Linked DNA regions of Gasterosteus aculeatus: region 1 is linked to region 2. The links are chromatin contacts, called in public Hi-C maps. All regions are on one chromosome and are shown on one strand. The core of a region is the stretch at or near the end of the contact, and the rest is flanking DNA. Distances in the headings are between cores, read along the strand shown.

The links. A called contact is a pair of places that touch in the nucleus more often than the background predicts.
Region 1: a Hi-C map of skeletal muscle shows a contact between it and region 2, with 2.8 times the contacts expected there. The contact joins the enhancer-like site here to the promoter of rassf10b in region 2. A contact is called at or near these places in 4 of 6 Hi-C or Micro-C datasets (skeletal muscle, tail fin and whole body).

The regions. Positions count from the first base shown.
Region 1 is chr12:11,948,854-11,955,091 of fGasAcu3.hap1.1, reverse strand. mical2a (microtubule associated monooxygenase, calponin and LIM domain containing 2a) reads left to right here. Exons shown (of 24, transcript XR_013451472.1): 17 at 782-1,051; 18 at 1,981-2,088; 19 at 3,383-3,563; 20 at 3,647-3,723; 21 at 3,811-3,907; 22 at 5,629-5,686; 23 at 6,144-6,204. Among protein-coding and RNA genes, the nearest start is that of LOC144385283, 16 kb to the left of the region's middle. Within about 2 kb of position 4,176, at least 2 of the 9 cell types and tissues checked have open chromatin away from gene starts, as enhancers often do.
Region 2 is chr12:11,889,437-11,896,038 of fGasAcu3.hap1.1, reverse strand. rassf10b (Ras association domain family member 10b) reads left to right here and starts at 3,857. Exons shown (of 1, transcript XM_040203115.2): 1 at 3,857-6,602. The coding sequence starts at 5,421. It overlaps tead1b (TEA domain family member 1b), which reads left to right. Exons shown (of 13, transcript XM_040203103.2): 13 at 492-3,676. The coding sequence ends at 605.

The sequences.
Region 1 (6,238 bases), core at 2,927-5,426, 59 kb before region 2:
AATATACTGCATGTCTGCATTTATTTATCAACGTTTTTTCACGTGACTGAAGTTAAAAAGGGCTGTTGGCCTTCTCTTCCATGGATAATAAATATTGCTCCTGCTGGAGCTCTGATAGCAGTGTGCGGTTTTGGTTTGACAAAACCTTCCTTTTGCTAATTCTACAAAGTATTTTCTTGAATGTTCTCTCTAGTCTTCACTCTTTGCAGCCTTTTTTCTTTCTGTGCCTTGTTATGCACACCTTCCGCACCTCTTCCTAACATTTCTGCAAAATCTATGTCAGACTGTGAGCGGCTTCAAACTCTTGACCTGGCTGAGGGTCAGAACATTAAACCTAAACCTCCTACTGCGATGCAGCTAGTCTGGTTGTGGTCACACAAACTGTACAAACAGTAATCAAGATGATGATACACCCAAAAAGACAAGCAAACATAGGTGTAAAAAAGCGTGGCGTGAATTCAAAGTTAAATGTAACTACTGGTTGTAGACTCTGAGGTTTTCAATTCTTGACTTAAATTACTGTCAAATAATGACTGGAAAACATTCAAATAGACTTAATATTCATTGATTTTGATGCTGTGCTAGCATAGCTAAGGCCTTACAAAAATTGCAAAAATATTTGAAGATTTGTAGCTAATGTGCTGAAACAAAACAACTGGTGTAGTTCTGCAGTGCTTACGGGAATTCAAGTTTCACCGTTTTTTTGCTTTTTTGGGGGATTTGCTTGAAAAGGAGTGAACCCGCAGCTCCCCAAGTGCACTGATGTATTTATCCCTTTCAGTTGGAGGACAGTATCAGAAAAGAAGCGGCACTTTTAGTGCGCTTGCCTTCAAAGACTCTGCCCAAATCTCCCCTCCAGCCAGAATCCCAACACCCATTTTCACTAGTGAAGCTCAGACATGTTGATCGGACGCGTTCTGAGGCGAAGCCCGAGGCTCAGCCGGAGAGTGCAGACCCCCCTGCTTCCTCTTCTGCCTCCCGCCAATCAGCAATCGATTTCATGTCAAGAGTGCTGCGGCGCCTCAGGGAGGTGGACGAACACGTCTCTGAGGTGATCACTATCTGTCTATCAACTGTCTTTAACTCTTTCTCTGCTCTTTTCAAGCCTTTGTGTCGTTCCGTGAGCTGATCCCCCCCAAAAAATGCCCCTGAGTGAATGTTGATTATACGTCACGCCCTGATTATACATTTAGGCTTGTGTAATGTGTAGGTAACTGTGTGAAGTCAGCCCCTTAATTATCCAGCCTGACAAAAATGGCAAGAAGGCCTACAGATGTGACCGCGGGCTGAGACAGGCAGACGGGCGGACTGTGTGAGACGGGTCGGCCAGCACCGGGCCACAGTACAGATCGGTAGCCAGGAGGTGTTTAGCGAAGCCTCTGCAGTCTGTGTTAAGCCCGTCCAATAGCTATCTGTCTCTGTATCCCGACTATACGTGCTGACCCCTTTAGAATCAGCGTAGATAATTCAACTTTGTTCTTAAAGTTTAAAAACAAATCTTACATTTTATGATAATTCTTTTATTTGATATGCTTTGTAGTTTGGCCATCGCTTATTTAAACCCTAAGAAGTCAATACTTTACTATGGGATTTATTAACGCCTTCATCTTTGGTGCCAAACCGACGTACTGATTTCTGTGCCAGGTCTTCGGTGCGAGTCTATCTTGGGTTCCTGCTCGAGTAGAGCATGAGTGACCACATCAAGTGGGCTGTGAAATTAACGTAATACGGCGGCTTTCGTTCGGCACACCGACGTCATTGTTCTCTGTGGCCTACACATTTAACCGTCAAATCCTGCTTCTTAATGGGGAAGCAGAACAGAAAGGCCTTTCATCATTTACCGCGCACTGCTCATCAAGTGCTTATTACCCAACCTAATTATGTCTACAGAGAGCTCCATGTCTTAGTGGGGGAATGTGTCTCACTGTGCTGAGGAGGCCAAGCTGACGGCTCTTCTTTTCGTCCTGTGTCAACCTGCAGAAAAAAGCTCAGACACAACAGGCTAGAGAATTTCACTCAAAGAGTATAAAGGACAAAGCTGTTCACCTTAGTGGGTTGTTCTCATCAGAAAGCTCAGCTGTACTCGAGGTGACTATCTCCAGCTTGGTGTGTGATGCTGCTCTGGCCTTGTGGCCTGCATTACCTTCACAGTGTGTGTGTGTGTGTGTGTGTGTGTGTGTGCATGTGGAACACGCACAGCCAATTTTGTCTTTTGTCCTTTATTTAGTACAACACATATATTTTTTGGACACTTTCATTTGTCTAGATGCAAGAGAGATGTTCACAATAATTCAATGATTTATTTCAGTTAAGTTGACCAGTAAAGGGACTTTATTATACTTTGTCAGGCTCGGAGCTAGAGATCTTATCTGATCTTACCGTAGCTTTATCAAGCTGCACCTTCAGCTGCCAAAACGGGCCCATGTTCACGATATACATTTCAGCTCAACATATCTTTATCTTAATAACCTTAAAGGCAGCATGCAGAGCATCGAAGCCCAAGATTTACATTTTAACCATATACTTAATTATAATGCACACATTTACGCGCTGGGGCTGCTGCTTTGCATAAGAGCGTTTGCTTTTAGCCGTGTGCCCCTTCTGCTTTTCATTACCAGCAGCCCTCAAAGCAAGAGAAGTGTGCGTTCTTGTGGTGGCACTTTGTGTGTTCCTTCTCCACTCATCCCACACAGTCTGCTCTAACTCATCAGCCAGATGTCACCATTTAAAATGAAGTAACCACTGCTGTAACCCAGTGTTAGGATTGAATTTGATTCCAGAAAAGCAATTGACATGAGAAACTTTTTTTTATCATTATCTTACTTGCTTCCCTTAATAATGTTCATCCTTTTGAGTTGAATATTAGTGAGCAGTTCCAAATGATTATGAGGTCGGAGACTTAAAGGTGAAGACAGCAATCACCCTCCCTGAAAAGGAGCTCAGACACAGAGACTCATGGACCTGAACTATCACTCATAATATCCCCGAGAGAAGATGTTCTACCCGTGAGGTGAACCTGAAATGAAAGGCGTTCATTAAAACAGCTGTGTAATCCTCATCGTGTCACATTCTCACTCATCCTGCATGCAATACCCGCCGTGTTCCACGAAGCTCCTTACAAAATATATACAAACCTGTAGAAAATATTCAACATGAACAATGCATCTTGAACTTCCTTCCTACTTCTGATGAAGGAATATTTGTCAATCAAATTGTGAAGTTAGTTTGCATGTAGCATATTCATTCATTGTGCAGTTTATTTATTTTTTTAGCTAACTAGGTTTAAGTAATGGTAAATGCTTTTTATTATTATTTATTTGTTTTGATTAAAGTCAGTGTTCAAGCTGTTAGTGGTCATCTCTGCCTGGTCTCTATTTCCCAGGGCAGCTCAGTCCGAAGGGCCTTCCCCCCCTCGGGTGACAAGTGTCACTCATGCGAGCGGCGTGTTTATATGGTGGAGAGGGTCTGTGCCGAGGGGCTCTTCTTCCACAGGGAGTGTTTCCGCTGCTCCACCTGCAGCTCCGCCCTGCGACAGGGAGCACATGCTTTTGACTCGGAACAGGGTACGTGTCTCAACGGGTCTCATCTCTCCTCAGATTTTACTAATTCATCTACTTTGTACTGACACTGTTCTGTAATCCTACAGGAAAATTGTACTGCAAACTGCATTTTGATCAAAGGAACAATGGAACAAACCCACAGAGGAACTTTTCCCCGCGTTCAGTGAGTACACTGGCCTTCTGAAAGTTTCCATCTTACTCTAGCAATATTTACTCAGAGGCGTAAAACTGCCCCTGTCGTCTGTCTTAGAATCGTTCTGCAGCTGGAGCTCAGGAGCAATGTGCGGACGATGGACCGAGCTCGGAGTCCGGCGGCACGGCGGACCCGCCGAGTGGACCCTCAGCAGGTATCTTCAGCTCGTTCATGAGGAAACACCTGAGCAGGCCCCTGGGTGTGATCCGCGCAGTGTGCAACGCCCCCTGCTATCTGTCCCGCCGTGTGCGCGGTACCGCGCGGGCCCTCGCCGGCCACCTGCGGCACAATGGCCAAGATTACACGTCCCTGTACGAGCTCCTGAGCGTAGGTCTGCCCCTGCTGCTCGTACTGCAAGAGGTATTGCTGCAGATGAACACAGAGGCTGTGCCTGACGGGCCCAGCGCTCTGCAGCCTCTCCTGCTGTTGCTGCAGGAGCATATAGGGCAAAGGCTCATCTAGACGCTCAGCAGACTCCAATGCCGTTAAATACGTGACTGAGACATTAGCAGGAGTTTTCTGGTCATGATGCTATTTGTTGCCATGCACAAGCACCTTTTGTATTGTTTACTTTCCTTTTTTTTTTGATGATACGGCTCTGTGTCTGGGACGTACTCGTGTATCAAAGGAGAGACACTGCAGGTTGCTCTTGCAGCTTTTTTTGCTAATTTCTACAGGGGTTAAGAAAGCGTCACCAAACATTTTTGCAGTCGGTTTGATGTGGAAACTCTACATAATTTGCACAGTTAGAATAAGGTAAAAAATTAACAGATTTCAATGTAGTTAGAATGAAAATAAAACGGCCGGTGTAGTTGATACTGCTGGAATCCTATTTGCTGTAAAACGTTTTACAAACTCTTGGAAAATTGATCTGGCAGTTAAAATTTCTTGACCGACTAACTTGATGCACTTTATCTGCCTCGTTGGCGCAGCAGTAAACTGCCACATTGAAAAGCGGGTTCATGAGTTAACAGTAACCACAGGACTGGTTTTCTATTGACTATGCATATGTGCTCTTGTCATGTGCTTTTTACTTTACTTTGAGTGTTACTATGGACACGACAACCGTTCTCTCAATTATTGTTTTTATACACTTACCATTCGGTTTAATTTTATGAGCAGTTTTTAGTTTTAGATTCCTGAATGGTTAACACCAAAGAATCTGTCTGGTGAGTTGCTCTCTCAGTATTAAGATTAATTTGCTGCCATCTACTGTTGACGTTTAGAAAAACTATAAAAACAAAATGAGATGCGCCCCTCCCCCATTTTCTTATTTTTTTACCTCTCTCTGTATAACAATACAGCCAATTTAGTTTTTCTGATCTACTGTAGACAATAGAAGCAGGTGAGCATGCTGTTATGTGTTTGGATTAGCTTACTTCTCTTCGCCTTATTTGTAAAGTATGTTATTGCCTCTCAGACTGGAAGCTACACGGTTGCTTCTTATTCAGATACACTAATCTTATTCAACGATGCTTGTGACGCACTCAATCCTCATGGGTTTGGTTTATGAAATATTTTGAAAATAATATTGTCATTATTTTATGTGCTGGATATTATTTTGATGATTTGTTGTCAGCTACAAAATATTTAATTTTGATGTATTCAATCTGCTGCAGTTGATATACTCTGGTTGACAGTGTTATAAGATACCAAAGAACTAGACACACTGACTAGACTTGTGTAATATTTACTTGATACATTTGTGGGAAGACAATCAACACAGCATGTGTAATGGTGTCAACAGACCAATATTGTTTTCATTTTGAATGCCAGTATTTTACTTTATTTTCATAAAGTTTTTCTACTTCCAGCCGTTATTTGTGTCTATATGTTCTGTGTTTTAGATCTGTTTTCTCTTTTCCTCTTGTTCAGCTGAAGCCTTTTATGAGTGTGAGCCTGCTTGATGACTGGGAGAAATCACATTTTAAAGGTGATCACCTGCATGGTCACGTCGCAATGTGTCATACTTGTGATGTGGCTGGAGATACTGACGATACGTAACTGACCAAACGTTTTGACGTAACTCAACTCATAACTAATGAGCGGCCTCAGCGTTCGTTATTCATCCTTTGGCTGTTTTGGGAATGGTACTAACTAAGCTTGTTTCAAAACCCCTAAATTGCTGTATACATCTGCTTTTCTAGTGGTTCCAATAGTATGAACACTGAGATTAATGTCTGATTTGAGAAATAGTACTAACATGTAAAGATACCAACAAACGTCCAATCAGGCTTCATTTTTTCTCTTTTTGCTCTTAAGGTTTCTTCTCAACTTTTTCAGATGAAAATCAGTTCTATTAGTATTTACCAATCGTTAAAAGGATGCACAAAGGTGCATTCTCTCTTAGAGCTTTTGATTGCATCAATGGAGTTGTCACGGTTTTGCAGATGTTTGCAGTTTTATGTCTGAGAACTTCCAATGTCCACCTTTACAGACCACTGTTTCCAGGTGAGTAATAATATTTTCCTAAATTTGTAACCAA
Region 2 (6,602 bases), core at 2,608-5,107:
AACCTCTGTTTTTAGCCATCACGCGGGGTCATTCAGCACTCCAAGAGAGGGCAAAAAGGAAAAAACAAATTCAAAGACGGGCATAGTCAGGAGGGCAAACGGGGCCAAAACCCTCTGCAGCTTGAAAATGTTTGTAACATTGTCTTAGAAATGCTCAGGAGGAACTGATACTGAAGCATATCCGTGGAGAAACAGTGTTTCTATATGCGACGGGGTCTGGAGAGACAGAGGGTGAACACTGGTACATTCATATGAGAACAATACTGTGTTTTTTAAACATTAAAACACTTTACCACGTTCTTGTAGAAACCTATGGACCTTGTTTTACCCTTTAACTTACATGTGCCGAAAGATATTACCTTTAAAACATGTATATTGAAATAATTTATTCATTGTGATGTCAAATCTTTACATTTATCTGATTATCTGATTGTGTTTTCTGTTCCCTTGAATACGTGTACACCAGAAAGTGACTGTGTGTTCTCTTGCAGGTGGTGACGAATAGGGACACGCAGGAGACACTGCTGTGTATGGCGTGTGTGTTTGAGGTCTCAAACAGTGAGCACGGCGCCCAGCATCATATCTACAGACTGGTAAAGGAATGAGAGGCTCTGAGCTTCCCCAAATCCCTCCTCTTTATTTACATGGACTTACCAACCTCAAGACAAGTGGCAGTGCCTCTACCTGAAAGTCACACCGACAATGCTTTTTGGTCATGGTATTGGGTGAAGTCAGTTGTTATAAATTTGTTTTAATATAAAGTGTTTGTTATTTGACTGCAGCTGTGAATTACGGTACAGTTGTTTTATGTTTGAATACGAGAATTCTCGTTTATAATAATGTTGAGTTGGTCTGTTTTAGGTATAAATGTGGCTGTTTTTAAAGAATTTACTATATTAATTTGGTAAATGGAAATATGTGTCTTCTTCTGCTTTGTTATGTATATTAAGAAAAAGAAGGATGCTGATCTTTTTCTTTCAGCAGCCTGATGTGGTCTGTGTAATATGTTTGAGTGTGTTTCGTGTGTCTGTAGTTCATAATTTGTGAGCGTACATACTGTAGATATACAGTCATGCACCAACAGCCAATAGATTTTCCAAAGAAACTAAACTAAGAAAACACTACACGGACAGTTAGAAGCGAGTGGTTATGGACATTGCATATTTACTGCTTTTTCTTAAAAAAGACTCTGCTTTCATTCGTTTATTTATCCCTGTTGAAGCACTCCAAGTCTTAGACACTAACAACTGAATTATTGCACTGTGAAAGTACTAACAACATTTTGCCCGCAAATGTAGGAGGTCTTGTCCCCCGCTAAACATTTCTGTGCTACAACTCTTTGTGACAACTGATGGGAGAACTTTAGACAGGTGAAAGTACTGCAGAAATGACTCGGAACTGACTCATCTTGTCCAAAAGCACTTTGTTCCCCCGCCTGGACTGCCTTTTGTAACGCTTACTTATTTCTGTTGCAGCTGTGGTTTTAGAACAATACTCAATCAGCACACTATAAATCACGTGTAGAAGGAAGGCCTTGTTCAGTACGCTGTGGCTTTGTCCTCTTAAAGGCTCAGCATATCGTCGCCCCCCCCCCCCCCCCCCCCTGCGATGTTGGTGTCAAAAAAGACTCCAAACTGCCTTCACGTCGTCACGCTGTGTTCACATGTTTACGTGGCCTACGTCGATTCCGAGCCTTAAACATGTTAAAGCTGTGAGAACTCCAAAAGATGCCCCTTAAAACTGTGATCACTGCGCAGGAAGACTCTTTTGTTTGCATTGTGTAAGAATTGTACAATCCCGTCTGCCAAAGTGTAGATGTACAGTGCCTTAGTATACACTCTAACATTTTCCTTTTTGTTCTAAGTCCAAAATCTGTTTGATGGAACAGGCAAAAATAAGTCACCGCTATGTTACTTGGTACCTCTTCACATCTGAGAAATAATGTTTCTTACTATTGGTACACTCCTAGAAATACAGTTTTCTTGACGTTATTAAAAGGCAGTGCTCTTTTGTTGAAGTGTGTTAATTTAATTAAGCTCAGAAAAAGTTATAAAACAGGTTCTATTTTACTCTAATGCTGTAAGTGTTCCTAAAATATCAGCCTTCTTTTCTACAAGTGTACTATAAACAGACTGACTGCCTTTCCTGTTAAAAGACCAAAAATACAGAGATACAGTTAATCTATTGTCCTGTCCTGCATGGTAGCGAGGAAGTGCCTTTTGGTATAAAATGTCCAGCTTCAAAAAGATTGAACAGAAAGTACAAATTCAATGTTGCCAGACCAAAAAATTACACAACTTAAACCAATCACCACATTGCCTTTTTAAAGGATTATTGCTACAGGAGGATGAAAGCTTGTCATAAGTAAAAAAAGATAAACGATTATTTTTCATTGATTTCACAAATTGTGTATTTGAAGAAAACATATTTCTTTCCTCGAGTTCAAAGACCGAAAGACCTGCTAAAACCGTGCGCCCACTAACTGCACGCAGAATGTCAACTCGTGTGGACACTGCAGCTGTTTGCCTCCTGCACACTTGCAGGTTCGAGTGTGTTTTTAAAAAGGATTTGGGAAACATAAAACTCTCTTCTGGATCCACGACACTCGCGCGATGTGAAAACATCACAAGGTTACCTTTGATGATGCAGTTGACACAGCTGGCACAAGACACAAGATTTGATCATTGACCGTTCAGATCCTAAAGGAAACTATTTAATGCTTATACGCTACAAATTCCATAACTTTTTATGTGGTTGAAATTCTTTCAAAAAACGGTTTCAGAAGCTAATTTTCTGGAGGTCTGGACACATTCGTAGAGGTTTAATGCTTTTCACCAGAAGGACCGTAGAGACACTTACAATTATGAGGTATTTTAATAAGAGAAGCTCTAAATAATTGCAGACAATGTTGGATAAAGTTCAATCAATCATTCAGTATTTTGCCACAGTCCTGCAGACACTGTGGAGTTTTCGTGGGTTTTCTTTTCTCTCGTTTACCTCGTGTATTCGTTCACATTTACTGATTACTTAGTGAGATGTTTTCCTATTGTATTTGTATAAAGTTGTTCTTGTTTTTGTGATGACATCGTCTGCATATTGCGAGCCCGATAAGATGGTATAATGATGTGGCTGCTGCACTGCTGGTACATTTTCACATGTTTAAACACTCACAGCCTTGGTCGACATGAATGTCTGGAGGACCGTTTTAAAATGAAATGGACACATTAAAAAAGAAACATGAGGAATCATAAATATAAACATATCAGCAGTTTAGCTCTTGTTATTTGTAATTCCGTCGACAGAGTAGGTACTGGTACCTTTTTGTTTCACAATCATTTTCAGATGGTGGCTTTAAAGTGATTTTTCACACTGCTCACATATAGTTGTCGTACACACATTTGGGTTTTGTGTGCAGACTTTTTTTTTTGTAAAAAGGTGCTTTGTACAAAATGATATAGCTTAGCTTTTCTTGGTACAGGTGTGTGATATCTTTTTGTATCCAAGGTTTTGGAGCAAAGGAGAGAAAAGAAGCTCTGCTGTGTTTCTGTGTTCTGCAGTTGGTCTTGTCTTTGCTCCGTGACATTATGACGCCTTCTTGATAATAGTAGTTTTTTTTGTAGCTTTCTAGATACTTTGTATGTATACGATATTGAAGTTAAATAAATCTGAAAATGAACAGCCTGCTTTTGTTGTCACTTCAGTGAAACATTTATGCCCTGAAGCAGCAACATGAATCTGTGTGGACGAGGCCTCATTTAACTGCAGAAACCTCAGATCAACAGCAGATGGAGCCTGTCACTTGCTTTATGTTGATCTGCCTGTGTCCCCATGCAACCAACTGTAATATATTAATGTATACAGGGAGACTTTAATTAAGAAACAGGTTTTATTTAACTTTGAGTTCAACCATTAAGGAACCGCTAAATGTTATCCAGCATGTAATTAAAATGCAGTCACATAAGTCATGACATTTAAAACACTTTCTTTTCTGCAAAATATCTAATGACGTACTTGACATAGTTAAATAAAGAGTGGTGCCCATGAACCAAGAGGAACTGAATTGTTCATCCATAAATTACACTTGCACTATTACCTCTTGAATGCAAGCAAAATCATTTCATATTTAGTATTTCATGTGCACACGTGTGTGCTCTGAGCGAGCCGAACAATTCTAATAGCGTTTTGCTTTGAGGTTGCACTACATCAATATGACGCCTTTCAATGATAGGGCTGCAGAAATCCATTAATAAAATACTGATACAAATAAGAAAATAATAATAAAACCTTTACCTGTGGCTGTTGCTTAGCATGAACTTATTAGACAGACACCTACTGGTCTGCCTGCCTATGAGCCCTACCAGCCGTGTTTAGACTTTTTGTAGAGACGAGCTGCCGCTGTGTGGCCGGCTGTGACTTTCTCGCTAGATTTAGGGACATTTGTTTGAATTATAGTCTGTTGGTTTGGAGGTGGTGCTGCCAGCTACTTACCTTCTACCGCGGCCACTTTGTCGACATGTCATGAGATCACTGTAACAAACACTCCTCCTGGGGACAGCTTGCTAGTTTCATTGGACATGGCGGCAACAGATCTTTTAAATCTCGCTTAGTTGCTGAGAATTGACAGCCCTGCAAATCCAGTTAACACTTTAAAATGTAGAGGCTTGTGTGCTTTCACATGTCAAGGAATTGATCTGGCTTGTCTGAGAAGACGAGTATGAACCTTCTCTCACACACATGGTAATAATCTAAAGCTAAAACTATTGGGACACCAAAAATACACAAGCAAAAGCTGGCACACCTCTTATCCAAGAGGTTCACATGGTCATTATAAGCCTCAAGTAACCCTCCTGTAGGGACACAAGCAGCAACCATCGAAACCCCTTCCCAAAACTATACCAGGCCTTTCTTGGAGACGAATGTGAGCAAAAGCAAAATTATATTAGTATTAATATTCAGATCATTGAACACAAACGAGTAATTCAGAAGGTCACCTCTCCTCCACTCAGATCTCTCAATATAACACTCTTTGCGCCTCTGCCCCACGGCCGTGGGGACTGCATGAAGTGTCTGCTCTATATTCAGAAAAATGTTCATTTTATGTAATTCATTGTATATGCTGTATATGGGAATATACAATAACCGTCATTAACCTCCAACTTGTCATAGACAAATAACAACTGGCCGCTGACGCTTGTGGGTGGAAGTCATGTGGTCACAGCAGAGGCAGTCTCGTGAGGGCAGACCTGGATTTGGCACCAGGAAAGTGCACTGGAGGACCCTAAACCCTTCAGCTCCATCAGCCACATCGCGCACATCGGACGCAGAGGAGATTTTGACGGACATGCGAATTTAACTCGGTTTAAAAAAAAACTTTTTCCTTCTTTCTATTTAGAAGAATTGGGGTTCATCAGACACCTGCGATGGAGACGGAGGAGGGCCAAATCTCGGTGTGGGTCTGCCGAGAGGAGAAGCTCGTCTTCGGCTTGTCGAAGCGCACAGCCTGCGCCGACGTTGTCAAAGTACTCGTGGAGGAGCAGAACGCGCAGCGCGGCCTCCCCGACGCCGCGTGCCCGCGTGCGTACTGCATAGTGGAGAAATGGAGAGGTTTCGAGAGGACCTTGCCGAGCAAAACCAAGATGCTCCGGCTGTGGTGCGCGTGGGGGGAGGAGCGGAGCAACGTGAAGTTTTTGCTGGTGAAAAGTGAGGCGTCTCTGGCCAGCCACGGGGCCCGCGGCGCAGAGGCGCGGGTGGTGCTCAGCAGACACAGGCCCCGTGTTGCCAAGAGCCCCGAGGGGGGCATCCCGCCCGGGAAACACCGGCGCGTCGTTAGGAAAGCTTTCAGGAAGCTGGAGAGGATCAATAGAAAGAGGGCGCAGAGAGACGCGTCCTCCGCGGAAACGATCGAAACGTTGGTCCATCTGGTGATTTCGCAGGATCACACGATGCGCCAGCAGCTCCAGAGGATTACGCAGCTGGACGCGGACATCGAAGCGTGCGAGGCGAAGGTGCATTCCGACCGAATTGATAAACACGGGGTGAACTACGTGCAGGACACGTACTTGGTGGACGCTGCCCGCCGAGACGGAGACCGCGTGCGTTCAGCTCAAACTGTCGCCAGCCTCGAAGAGTACGTGCGGCGGTGCGAGCAGGTGGTTCGACTGCAGGAGGAGCTGCGGGAGAAAGAAGCCCTGGTGGACGTGTTCACGGCGCAGGTCCAGCAGGAGCTGAACCGCCGCTGGATGCGGCGGAGGAAACAGCTGCAGCGCGAGGACGCCGAGCCCGACGAGGCGCCAGACGCAGCGTCAGAGAAGCAGCTGTTCTGGGAAGAGGACAGGATCAGAACGCAGCTGGAGGCGAGTTTGTACGTCGGTCTGCGCCTCAACGCGGATTTAGATGCTATTGGGGGCGATTTAGAGCTGACCCGGGAGATTTGCGGAGCGAGGGAGAAGGAAATGAGGGATTTGCTGGAGAAAGTGAAGATTTTGGAGATGGAGGAAGGGAGCGCCAACGAGGAGAGATGTGGCCCCGGGACTGATGATAAGATGGGGATGACGTGCGCTTTGGAGAGGGAACCCGAGTGGGTGGCGCAGGCCGGGGGTCCG